Linked DNA regions of Zea mays: all the other regions are linked to region 1. A link is a contact called in public Hi-C data. All regions are on one chromosome and are shown on one strand. Each heading gives the region's core, a stretch centred on a gene start, on an enhancer-like site or on the middle of the called end of the contact. The rest is flanking DNA. Distances are from core to core; before and after follow the strand shown. Region 1 holds the start of LOC103626130 (glutamyl-tRNA reductase, chloroplastic). Region 2 holds the start of LOC100501486 (Malic enzyme). Region 3 holds the start of LOC103626132 (phosphatidylinositol 4-phosphate 5-kinase 9). Region 4 holds the start of LOC100194054 (Thylakoid lumenal 17.4 kDa protein chloroplastic).

Region 1 (2,738 bases), core at 76-2,575:
ATGTTTATCCAAGCAAATTCTAGAGGGTGAAAATAACATGCTCGCACTAGATGAATATGACCAAAACAAGAGAACCCCCAAAACATTTCTGCACAAAATGGATGCCCAATAGCTGATCGCAAAAGCATATGAATATTAATTATTTGGCATCGTTATTAAATATAGATTTCTCCTCCTTATAGGAGTGTACAGTTAAATATGCATAGTCTATCATTTACTCCTAGGTTCTTACAACATGAAGTTTTGGTGGATATAGATACGATAGTCATTAAGTTTTTTATATGTACACAAACAGAAGCTCCACGAACCTGTGAAGCATATAGCTCCACAATCAGTTAACTGCTTGAACAAAACCCCCGAATGTTACTTTCCGTTTCCCTGTTGTCAGTCTGACTAGGTTAAAAAAAAAGCAATCGAAGTTCGAATCGGGATGCCCAGAAGTTTCATCATCCCCACGACCCCTTGCAAAATGGCACAAGCTAATTTCTCTTCGACGCCATGCGATCCGGTCTCCTACTCCACATATTCAAATTATGCTTGGTCAAGGCAAAGTTGCAACGGGACAATGCAAAGTTCACACCTACTACTCCTTTTTCCTTCCTTCCCCAAACCACCGAGATCTTTTGACCTGTACCAGACCAAAACCAATCCCAACTGCAGCAACAGCCTCGAAGCGACGCAACCGATCCAGCGCACAATCCGGGAATTATTACTGGAAAGAGCAAGAGCGGCGGCGGATTCGATGACACAGTCACACAGGCGAGGGGCAAGGCACTCACGGTCAGCGGAGATCTTGAACTGCTCGAGCGCGGCGACGCTGGCCGCCTTGGCCACCGCCCGCACCTGGGCGTCGGCGCCGGCGTCGCACCGCACGGCCACCCCGGAGCGACGCATGCCGCCGGCAGCGGCAGGCACCCTCGCGCAGAGCGCCGCCGACGCCGACGCCGGTCCCCGCGGCGTGGCGGCTGCCCCGAATGCCACGGCGGTGGAGGCCGCTGGAGCCGTGCTCGCCATCATGTAGGTCACGGGAGACAGAAAAGCCGTCTCCTTTGCCGAGCCGGAAAACCAAACCAATGCGGCAAGAAATTTGCGCGGGCAGATAAGCGGAAATATATAGAGAGAGAGGCGAGGAGAGATTTTCGCGGGCAAGGAATTTATGGGCTGCCTCCCTCGACCTCTCTCCCGAACTAGGACTCGGGGCAGGTCTTGGGAAAGAGTCCTCGGTGGGAGGGAGGGAGGGGGAGGAGATGTGGAATTGGTTTCGGTCCCGCCGCGTTGGCTCGAGGTAATAAAACGAACGAGTTGGATGCGGGAGAAGGAAGAAAGCTGTGCTGCTCAGCTTGGGAGCCAAAGGTTATGGGAGGGGTTGTTGGGTAGCCGCCTAGCCGGAGCCGCATGGCCTGTGGGGCCCTCACGTGGTGTTGGTGCGTTGGAAGTTGGAACTACTAAACTAGATCTTCGGGTCGGCCCGGAATTTTCTATGCTACCAAAAAAAAAAATACTACGTATGGGCCTTCGTCATAGAGCCAATGGAGAGAATATCGCCTTGGACTTCTTCTTTTCTGCCAAACTAGGTTTTTTTAGAAACTTATCCTGATGAATTAGTTCTATACAGAACTCTTGTGAGACACCTGGTTGTGTTTAAACCATAGTATATTTATTTTGCAAACACAATTATTACATTTTTCCTGTGATTAGATATATAAAGATCGTATCGTATCTTAATGAAAGCTTACCGTGAATTTTGATACAACGGTAAATGGTAAAATAAAATATGAAGGGCTAATATGGATTGCTCTTTGTACTACAGGAGGAAGGGAGTGTGGTGGCCTCAAGTTTGGGGGGTGGCTGCCGCTCCTATCTCTCTCGTCTTTTGTATGGCCTGTGATGCGACATGCGAGGTGGGCACACGAGTTCGCATGGCCCGCCTCCCGCCCGCGCCTGATGATAGCGGCGAAGCGTGTCGGCGTGGTGGCCACACTCTCGGACTCTCCTGCCCACCGGGGCCCGCCTGCCTGTCGCACGGGCTTCTTTCCCGTGACATTGGCCGTATGTGCGTGCGGTGGTTTTCGATAAAATTTACCGTTTCTGGTACTAACCGATATAAAAGAACTGGTACAAAATCGGTCCGGTTTTTGTGTATTTCGATTTAGAATTTAAAATTATAAATGTCAAACTTCAGTCAGCTAAACGGGTTTTTGGAAAATCCGCATGTTTGCATCTTAAAGTTAGAAGATACAGTTCTACAAACAAATAGTACTAAGGACTATTTAAGACCATCTAGCTCTCAATATTTATTCTTCCAGTATTGCTATATCGGGTTCTTCCAAAAACTATAGAAACCCCAAAAAAAAACATACTAAAACTCCAATAGCTCCTTATTTTGTTCGAAAAACAGTCCGCCTAGGTCCTATTCCCGTGATTCTGCTCCTTTGTTTGTTGTTGACTGGAGTGAAGTAGCAGAGCAATATATATGTTTCTATTTCGGTCACCAGCCAAGCCAAGCATCTGGGGGGGGGTTGCCTTGGGTTGGCCAACGAGGTCAGCCACGATTTCCATGCAGCAACACGTATTCCAAGCGTTGCAAATGCGAGCACGAGACGAGCGAAAGATCAAGAGATGGCGACGCCCGAGCTCTGGTGCCTATGGGTGACGATGCTCGTCTTCTCGACCCTCTGCTACCTGACCAACCCGGCACCGCCGCTGGGCTCCTCCGGGCGTCGGCCGCCGGGCCCGCG
Region 2 (2,738 bases), core at 163-2,662, 240 kb after region 1:
GATAAGGTTCTAGTTACCATTTGCTATACTAAGGTTATGCTTATGGATACCACTATATAAATCATCATCTAAGACTTAGTTCTAGCAATCATTTACACCCAAGCAGGTAGGTATTTAAAACAATTGCCAAAATCAAACAATATCCTTTTAGTGGATCCAAACAACTCATACTAATAATAACTTTTTAGGCCATCTAAACGTATGAACTAAATTTAGATCGGCACAACTAGTCGTTATATCTAAATAATCTAGTACTAAACTTTAGTCGTCTAAATTTTAATAACTTGTTGTTTAGTAAAACAAATAGTTGGTTCAGATGATGCAAATATGCTCTTATAGTATGTAGATTACCTATCATCCTCAGAGTTTATACAGGTGGTCTTCTAATGTCGCTAGTATAGTTTTTTCCTTCTCCACTTAAATGCCTACATTTGAGGGGGAGATGAACTAGTTTTCGACGATAGGATGAGTAAGTTATTGGAGCAACCGCAATCCCTCGTATGACAACTTTTTATTAGTGACATGATAAGTAATATGTTAAAGATGCTCTTAGCTTCCTAGAGCATGTCAAGTCTTTTTCTAAACTCAACCTCCTTCTAGACCATTATTTGAAGAGTCATTCAAAAAATGTTCTTTATATCTTTCTAACAACTTTTTTATACCAATGTGCTAGAGTATCCTCGCCCCTCTTTATCTTTATTTATGAAATAAATTGTTAGGAGCCTTTTTTAAATTATTTTTTGTATTTTCTATCATTATGGAAGGCCCTCTTTGTTTCCTTCTAGAATTATATGGATTATATAAGCACCAAATGACATGTCTATGAATTATCATAATCTAGGTATCTAGATTATATTTAATCCACTTAATAATATGTGTTGTTTATTTATCTCTTAACTTATTTAAGCTGGATTATATAATTTAGAGGGTAAAAAAATGGAGCCGAAGAATAGTTGTTTTTAGCTAGGTAACTTTATTACTGGTATTGGTGGATTCGAATAGAACCTTAGCACAGTCAAACAAATTGATTTATAGCATTCTTAATCAAAACTAGGCAAAGACTTATACATGTAGTCGAAATAGTCTCGTATGAGAGGTACCGTGGCTTGGTGCGCCTAGCAAATCCATCTTTATTGTTTCGAATGCGCATAGTCGCGCTGCGGCCTGCGGAACTCGTCGCCGACAACACCTTCACTAGTAGAGCCGCGTCCCCGCCCGCGTCCGGTCCTCCGCCGCCACCACTCACCTCCCTTCTGACCCAACCGGCGCCCTCCCCCTCGGCCCTCGCGTTCCACGACCACGAGCCGTGCTCTCGCGTGCGCGTCGCGTCGCACTCGCATCACGAATTCACGATTCAGCCAGCAACGCATCACCCCTTCCCACCCCCACAGGGACCAGGCCTCCACCACCCACCTTACCCAGGCCATACCCCCCGCCCCGACCGGGGGTCTCCTATCCTCCTGCCCTCACCGCGGGTGCCCGCACCGCGCGGCGACGCCTCCCCTTCAAATCTCCCAGGAGCTAGGGGCCTCGGCCACCACCACCGCACCGCACCGTCTCGGACGCGGCTGCAGCTCCGAGCATTGGATTCCGACCAACTGACCGAGCGGCGTGTCAGATGATCTCGCCGGCGATGTGTCGTTCGGCGCCGCGGCGGGCCGCGCAGGTCCGGCGCCTCCTGTCGTCGGCCGCGCCCCCGGCGCACGCCGGCGCTGCCGTGCCTGGGCCCTGCATCGTGCACAAGCGCGGCAACGACATCCTCCACGATCCGTGGTACAACAAGGTAAGGTAGCCAAGCTACACGCGGAGCCCCCGACCCCGATCTCGCGGTTTGCGCGTGGACTCGATGCGGTTTCAGCTTACCGGGGCTTCCATTCCGTTTGGGCGCAGGATACGGCGTTCCCCATGACGGAGCGCGACCGCCTCGGTCTCCGCGGCTTGCTCCCGCCGCGGGTCATGTCCTTCGAGCAGCAGTACGAGCGATTTAGTGAGTCGCCCTTCCCGTTAGCGTTTGTGTTTCCTTATTCGTCTTGTTTGTGGCGCGCCGAATGGGTTTCGGGATCACGGAATTTGTCGTTGTTCACGCGACGCGTTATGACTTACGCGCGTGCTTGCTTCGTTACAGTAAACTCTTTCCGGTCGCTGGAGCACAATACCCGCGGCGAGCCTGACTCCATCGTCGCGCTGGCCAAATGGAGGATCCTCAACAGGTTGCACGACCGGAACGAGACATTGTACTACAGGGTGAGCCCGTAGGTTGCAGTATCGTGTTTGGGAAAAAAAAATGATACAATGGCGATGTGCCTGAATTTGGAGTGCTGACATGGTAATATGCGCTCTTCTCGACAGGTGCTAATTGACAATATCAAGGATTTTGCCCCGATAATATACACTCCCACTGTTGGCTTGGTCTGTGAAAATTACAGCGGTCTGTTCAGACGACCCCGTGGGATGTATTTCAGTGCAAAGGATAAGGGGGAGATGATGTCAATGATTTACAACTGGCCAGCAGAGAAGGTATAGCTGAAAGTGCTGTCTAAATGCACGTTTTCAAGTAATGCCTCTAGTGTAGCGATTAAGATTGAGATTATTTGAGTGTGGGTTCAACTAATGAGATCTGAAACCGAACCATAACATTTGATTGATACTAGTGGTTTCCTAGAACCGTACTGCATGCTACTCCATCCCAAATTATAATACGTTTTGGCTTTTGCGATGGAGGGACGAGTGTATTTTAA
Region 3 (2,738 bases), core at 147-2,646, 170 kb before region 1:
GTTCTCTAAATAGACTTGCTAAATTTACTTAGTTGCTATTCAACTCTATTTACTCTCCACATTTAGCAACTCGGTAGGAACTCCCTAAATACAGTTGACGTCAATTTCTTCACACTAGCGTGATTATTTTTCACTTTCCCACACAGTGAGGTAGACAGGTATAACACACTCTTTTTTCACTTTCTAGCATGAGATAACTAAGTCAAACATGTATGACACAAGTTTCTCCTTCACCATCGAACCCAACTTCCTCATAGGTTGCGCCACCGGACCACCACTCCTCCATAGTTCATATTGACCGGCTTTTTCTCTTTCGCCCTCACATAGGGGCAGGGCCGCTAAATCTAGATTCAAAATCGAGCTACTTCATAAATATGAGCAACTATTGGAGACTAAGTTATTTTTTACTTTCAATAGCTATTTAGCAACTTGCTAAACATGATTTTAGCAAGCTATTTTTTAGAGAACTATTGGAGTTGCTCTTATGCATGCCTTAAGCTGATATCCCAATCACCACACCACTAGCATGTGGGGCTCATACGGGCATTGACTTTTGATGTGGGGTGCTGACCCACCACAATTGCCCTAGGATAGTCCCGCCACCAATGTACTATCGCTACCCTGCTTTGCCTCGTACAATTAACAAATAGAAAGTCCCTAGCCGTTCGATCGCCTAGAAGGTAACGGAAAAAAAAAACGAAGCAGAAGAAGTGCAAGCCATCGCTCTTTTGGTCTGGTCGTAGTAGCATCAATCACTAGACGCTCCCTCCAATGAAGCCGCCGTGGCGGCGCCGAGAGCAGTCAAAGAAAATGCCATTTGCCTTCAAAAATCAAGCCCGAAAATTTAATCACCGGGACACATAGTACTATCTCTTACTCACTCCGTCAAGAAATGACAAACATATTTATTATTAACTCCGTTCTCGAATATTTATTATCATTAGTTTATTTTAACTAAAATATGACAAATAAAAAAATGGAGAGAGTACTTTTTTTTTACAAACTGTAACCGATAGTTAGTTAAGTCACATATACAAAATTATGGCATAAAGCTTAAATGAAGGCACGATGTTCAGATAATATTAATCCTCTAGCAAGTAACAGTATATTGTAAGGGAAAATGAAGCTAAAAAAATGTGTTTCGCCTGACTTTTGCTCCCATCAAACGTGTAACGGCGAGGGAAGTATTATTTTAGTAGTTCAAGTTCTGATAGTGCATGGAACTTTTTTTTGCTCTTATCTGGCCTCGTACGTACCCAATCACGGCCGAATTGACATTTCACATCTACTTACTTAATTTGGGGGTAATACAGGCCCCAGAGCTAAAAGATGGAAAGATTAGTAAAAGTAAGCAGAGGCATTGATAAAATAGTGTAAAAGGGACGTCCATTATTATATATAAGTATATACTAATAGTTTGTTGTTTCCCTTTCAATCACCTAGCTTTTCGCCCCTTTTTTTTCCCCCACGACCAGGATCGGTGAGCGAGTCCAAGCGGCCAAATCCAATCGCTAACCACCGCCGGCGTCCTCGTCTACGTCTACTACCTGCTCTGCTCTCTCTCCCCCACAGGCCCCGCAGCATCCACACGAGGACTTCAGAATCAGCAGCAGCCAGCAGGCAGCAGCTCAGCGAGACAGACGCGTCCGGGGCTCCCCTCCGCGCGCCCGCCGATCAAGGATCAACAACACACGGGGACGCCTCCCGTCTCCTTCATTCCCAGCCTGCACTGCGCCGCCCCAGACGCCCGCGACCCTCTCCACCTCCTCCGGCGAATACCGTTCCTCCCCGGCAAGCTACCCTCCGATCCTTTGTTCCGGGTGAGTCTACGCGCAGCGCTTCCTCCCGCGGCCGGATCCCCATCGGCGCGACGCGATTCGTGGATCCGGCGGCCGGGGTCTTCGCCGTCCACAGCAGTACAGCATCGCTTCTCAGTCCTCCTCCTCCCCTTGCCTCTAGTCTGGCAGCGCACCCCTGCCTCCACTAGTCCACTGTCCTTTTTTTACATGGAGACTAGAGTTGACCCTCCGCACGGATCCTCTCCGTCCTCACCCTCTTCTCCCTCTCCCTCCCTCTCCATATCTCTGCAGGTCTGCGAGGTAGTACCGTCGACGAGGCCTCCCTCCCCTCCGGCGAGCCCCCCTTCCGAAGTCGTGAGGTAATCCTGCCCGGCTGCCCCCCACTCCTTACCCCTCCTGTAGTCTTGTGTAGGTGCAACTCTTCTGAAAATAAAGTTCACAGTTGACGATTAGGGCCATGCAAAACTACAATGATCATCCGTGTACCTCCGCTCACTGAGTTAGACATGATCAGTTGTTTTGCTTTTATAAAGAAAAAAGTAAAAGTAAAAAAGAAGACTATATTCATGATTCTCAAACTCTGAACCATATCGGTGTTGTCTCTAGTATACTTGCTTACGTATGTGTGGTACATGATTAGGCTGAGCTGTGTAGAGGTTAGAGATAATTGTGAGCCTATTTTTCTTTTCATATATGAGTTGATATGTACCTACAAATTCCTAGTTGCAATTTATCCTTAATAAAAAATCTTTACAAATTGTTTTCCACACATCATTGTAAGATTAAAGAAAGGCACATGGAGGCTACAGTTAAAAAAAAATCTGCCCTACCCAAAGCACAATGCGAAACGCCTTAAGGTAAATCTTGATTCTTCCAGATTAAGCAGGATTCATCAAACAGTCAACAGTTGGGCCTTTCGGCTTATGCATGACATAAGGT
Region 4 (2,738 bases), core at 172-2,671, 130 kb before region 1:
AAATGGAAAAATGAAGAATAGTTCTGTCTTAAAGCTAGAATGTATTCATAGTTCACAACTCAACCTAAGGAAAGTGAAAATGAACATGCTTCATCCGGTTAATCAGATCACCAAATAGAGCAAATTAGATATTTCTCCACAATTAAATGCTTTATCCAGTCAATGGCTATCGTGAATCGTCCTAAATATTTTTATATCATGATCTATGAATCTCATCAACACTTCTAGAAAAGTGATTCAGAACCCACTTTGTAATGCAATGCCAATCTGAAGTCTCATACAACTAGCCAAGAACAGAATTTCTTGCTTTAGATTGTGTGCAAGTGATGCTAAATTTAAGGTGCTTTCCACTTCCAGAACATATGATGCAGTAGTCCACATCAAATGTTGTGGTCGCTGTACTGATATATTCTTTTAAGGCCCTGTTTCGATCGGTAGAATTTAAATCCATTCTAATAATTATAATTTAGACACAGATTTATGCCGATATGGTTGTACAAGATATATTTGTATACTGTGAGGGCTGCATTTGTGTTGTAGAGGAGCAAGCCAAAGTGCTATTAGCTGCAAAGTAGAAACATATCCCGCCCTATAAATCTAGCATATGCTTATATTTGAACTTTGAATTATTGTGGAACGTTAAACCTCAAGCCAAATATCCTAAGTCTATCAAGTAGATTCCAATTCTTCCCAAATGGAAGGATCCAAACGGCTTATGAATAGCACATACTTTCTTGAGTGGTGAAGGAAAAGGACCCATTCCTATTTTGGTAGAAACCAAAAATCTTCCAACGTTTATAAAATCTTTGTTGAGGAAAAACATGTTGTACTTAACTAATTACTACTATTGTTTTCCGTGTATACAATTTTTCAATGGAGCAGCTCTCTGTATATATGTATATTTTACAGCAACATATTCTGACGGAATTAAGGAAAACATGCCTGGTACCAGATCGCAAAATGCGAGGCTCCTTCGATCATAAAAAAAAATCTACACCCGGTGATCCAGACCGAGACTAACATTTGACAGAGATTAAAAATTCCACCCCTCTTACTGCGCAGCGAAACGCGACAGTTCCAGAAAATTGCGACCCGACCGCAACGCGAAACGGCGGATGTGGGATAAGAAAGAGGGACATTCACCAACCTGGCTCGCGGCAATGACCGGATTGGACGCGGACGCGACGGACCAAGCCGCCAGCACGCCGCACGCGAGGCGGCCCGCGCCCTTGGCCCACGCCGGCCCGGTGCTCCCGCCGGCGTCGGCCGCCGAGCACGCCACGCGGCACCTCGGCCGCCGCGGGCGGCAGAGCGTGGCGCCAGACGGCGAGGCGAGGCAGGAGGACGACGCCATGTCCAAAATGCGGTGCGGCGCGGTGCGGCTGGCTTGGCCTGTGGGGTGTGAAGAGAGGGTGGCGATGAGGCGGAGTCGCAGCGAGCCCTCCACCTCCACGGCTCCACGCTATCTTATCGGCTTATCCGTGACACCGTTCTCGGAGGCCCCCACGGGGGCCCACGTGACACTCGAGGCGCCGCGACCATTTGTCAGCAGTCAGCACCGCCAACCCGGGACCCGGTCTATTTTTGGATGAATTCTGTTTTACCTTCTTATCAACGTTCCGTTTTACACAAGCGGCCAGTTTCTATCTCTTCTCTCATCCTAAAAAGAGCAAACTGAAAACCCATTAGAAAATGCACATGGATCTTTGATACACACGACGCGATGTCGAGGTCCTGTTTTGGTGTATGTTTTGATATACACCGGTGGTGGAGGACCTATTATGGTTTAGTATGTCATCAGTCATATCTAAATTTATAAAACTTCTATATCTTTCTTTATAATTACAAATGGAGATTTGGTGCAATGGATAGACTGCTACATTTTTAGCTGTAGGTTATAGAATCGATTCTTGTTGCCTAACTTTTTAATTTTTTCAGCCATATCTATATTTTCTTTTGTCCTCCACTGCTAATATACATGGCCAGTTTCTAGTATGCTCAGGATTGTAAACGATACTTATACCATCCATCTATATAAATCTATATAAAGAATAGATCATGACCCATAGGGTCAACAGAACCTTTCACAACTTCGGATTACACCATGTCCAATACGAACTCTTCTTATCAAAGGACCACCACCTTTGCCCCTATTCCAATCCATCATGTTGTCACCATTCTCACTTTGCGAAGGTCAATTACATCATATGGCGTGGACCGCTCCTTCCCTATCTCCAAAGCAACAAGTTGATGGGTTACCTAGATGGATCTCTTTCCTACATGTGCCAAGATTATCGTTGCAACCACGGGCAGTTGTCGATGTTGAACATATTTCTAGCCTAGTGTACGAACACTGGGACCAATAGGTCCCCAGTGATCTCCTCTCCTCCATGTCCGAGGTGGTGTGTTTATGATGTGGTCAGCACCACCGAAAGGGAAATGTGCTAGATAGCTATTTCCACCTGTTTTGGTGATTAAGTATCCAACACACTACCTTGGACTAACTAGATTGGTATGAGTATTAGCACATGTTCAATTGAAAGCAAATTGAAGGCACTAAGTACGTCCAAATGAGCTGAACTAGAGGCTAAAAGTGTAACTTGTGGTAAAACAGTAAGAACACGAGGTTTGAATGTTTAATAAGTTGCATATGCCTAATACTATGTTTCTAGCACTTTACTTTGATCACTATCTCAATTATATGAAAAAGTGCATTTTCGAGTTAGATTGGGCTAAAC

What was found. Hi-C and Micro-C count contacts between places; a contact is called where the count stands out from the background.
Region 2: a contact with region 1 is called in a Hi-C map of tassel, with 2.9 times the contacts expected there. The contact joins the promoter of LOC100501486 here to the promoter of LOC103626130 in region 1. A contact is called at or near these places in 7 of 25 Hi-C or Micro-C datasets (bundle sheath, ear, endosperm and 3 more).
Region 3: a Hi-C map of ear shows a contact between it and region 1, with 1.6 times the contacts expected there. The contact joins the promoter of LOC103626132 here to the promoter of LOC103626130 in region 1. A contact is called at or near these places in 3 of 25 Hi-C or Micro-C datasets (ear, leaf and tassel).
Region 4: a contact with region 1 is called in a Hi-C map of leaf, with 7 times the contacts expected there. The contact joins the promoter of LOC100194054 here to the promoter of LOC103626130 in region 1. A contact is called at or near these places in 7 of 25 Hi-C or Micro-C datasets (bundle sheath, ear, endosperm and 2 more).

What each region holds. Positions count from the first base shown.
Region 1 is chr5:25,090,294-25,093,031 of Zm-B73-REFERENCE-NAM-5.0, reverse strand. It overlaps LOC103626130 (glutamyl-tRNA reductase, chloroplastic), which reads right to left and starts at 1,325. Exons shown (of 3, transcript XM_008646517.4): 1 at 780-1,325. The coding sequence starts at 1,017.
Region 2 is chr5:24,845,700-24,848,437 of Zm-B73-REFERENCE-NAM-5.0, reverse strand. It overlaps LOC100501486 (Malic enzyme), which reads left to right and starts at 1,412. Exons shown (of 19, transcript NM_001196190.2): 1 at 1,412-1,783; 2 at 1,891-1,987; 3 at 2,126-2,244; 4 at 2,350-2,517. The coding sequence starts at 1,619.
Region 3 is chr5:25,262,341-25,265,078 of Zm-B73-REFERENCE-NAM-5.0, reverse strand. LOC103626132 (phosphatidylinositol 4-phosphate 5-kinase 9) reads left to right here and starts at 1,396. Exons shown (of 10, transcript XM_008646519.3): 1 at 1,396-1,820; 2 at 2,091-2,158.
Region 4 is chr5:25,223,351-25,226,088 of Zm-B73-REFERENCE-NAM-5.0, reverse strand. It overlaps LOC100194054 (Thylakoid lumenal 17.4 kDa protein chloroplastic), which reads right to left and starts at 1,421. Exons shown (of 3, transcript NM_001139111.1): 1 at 1,148-1,421. The coding sequence starts at 1,354.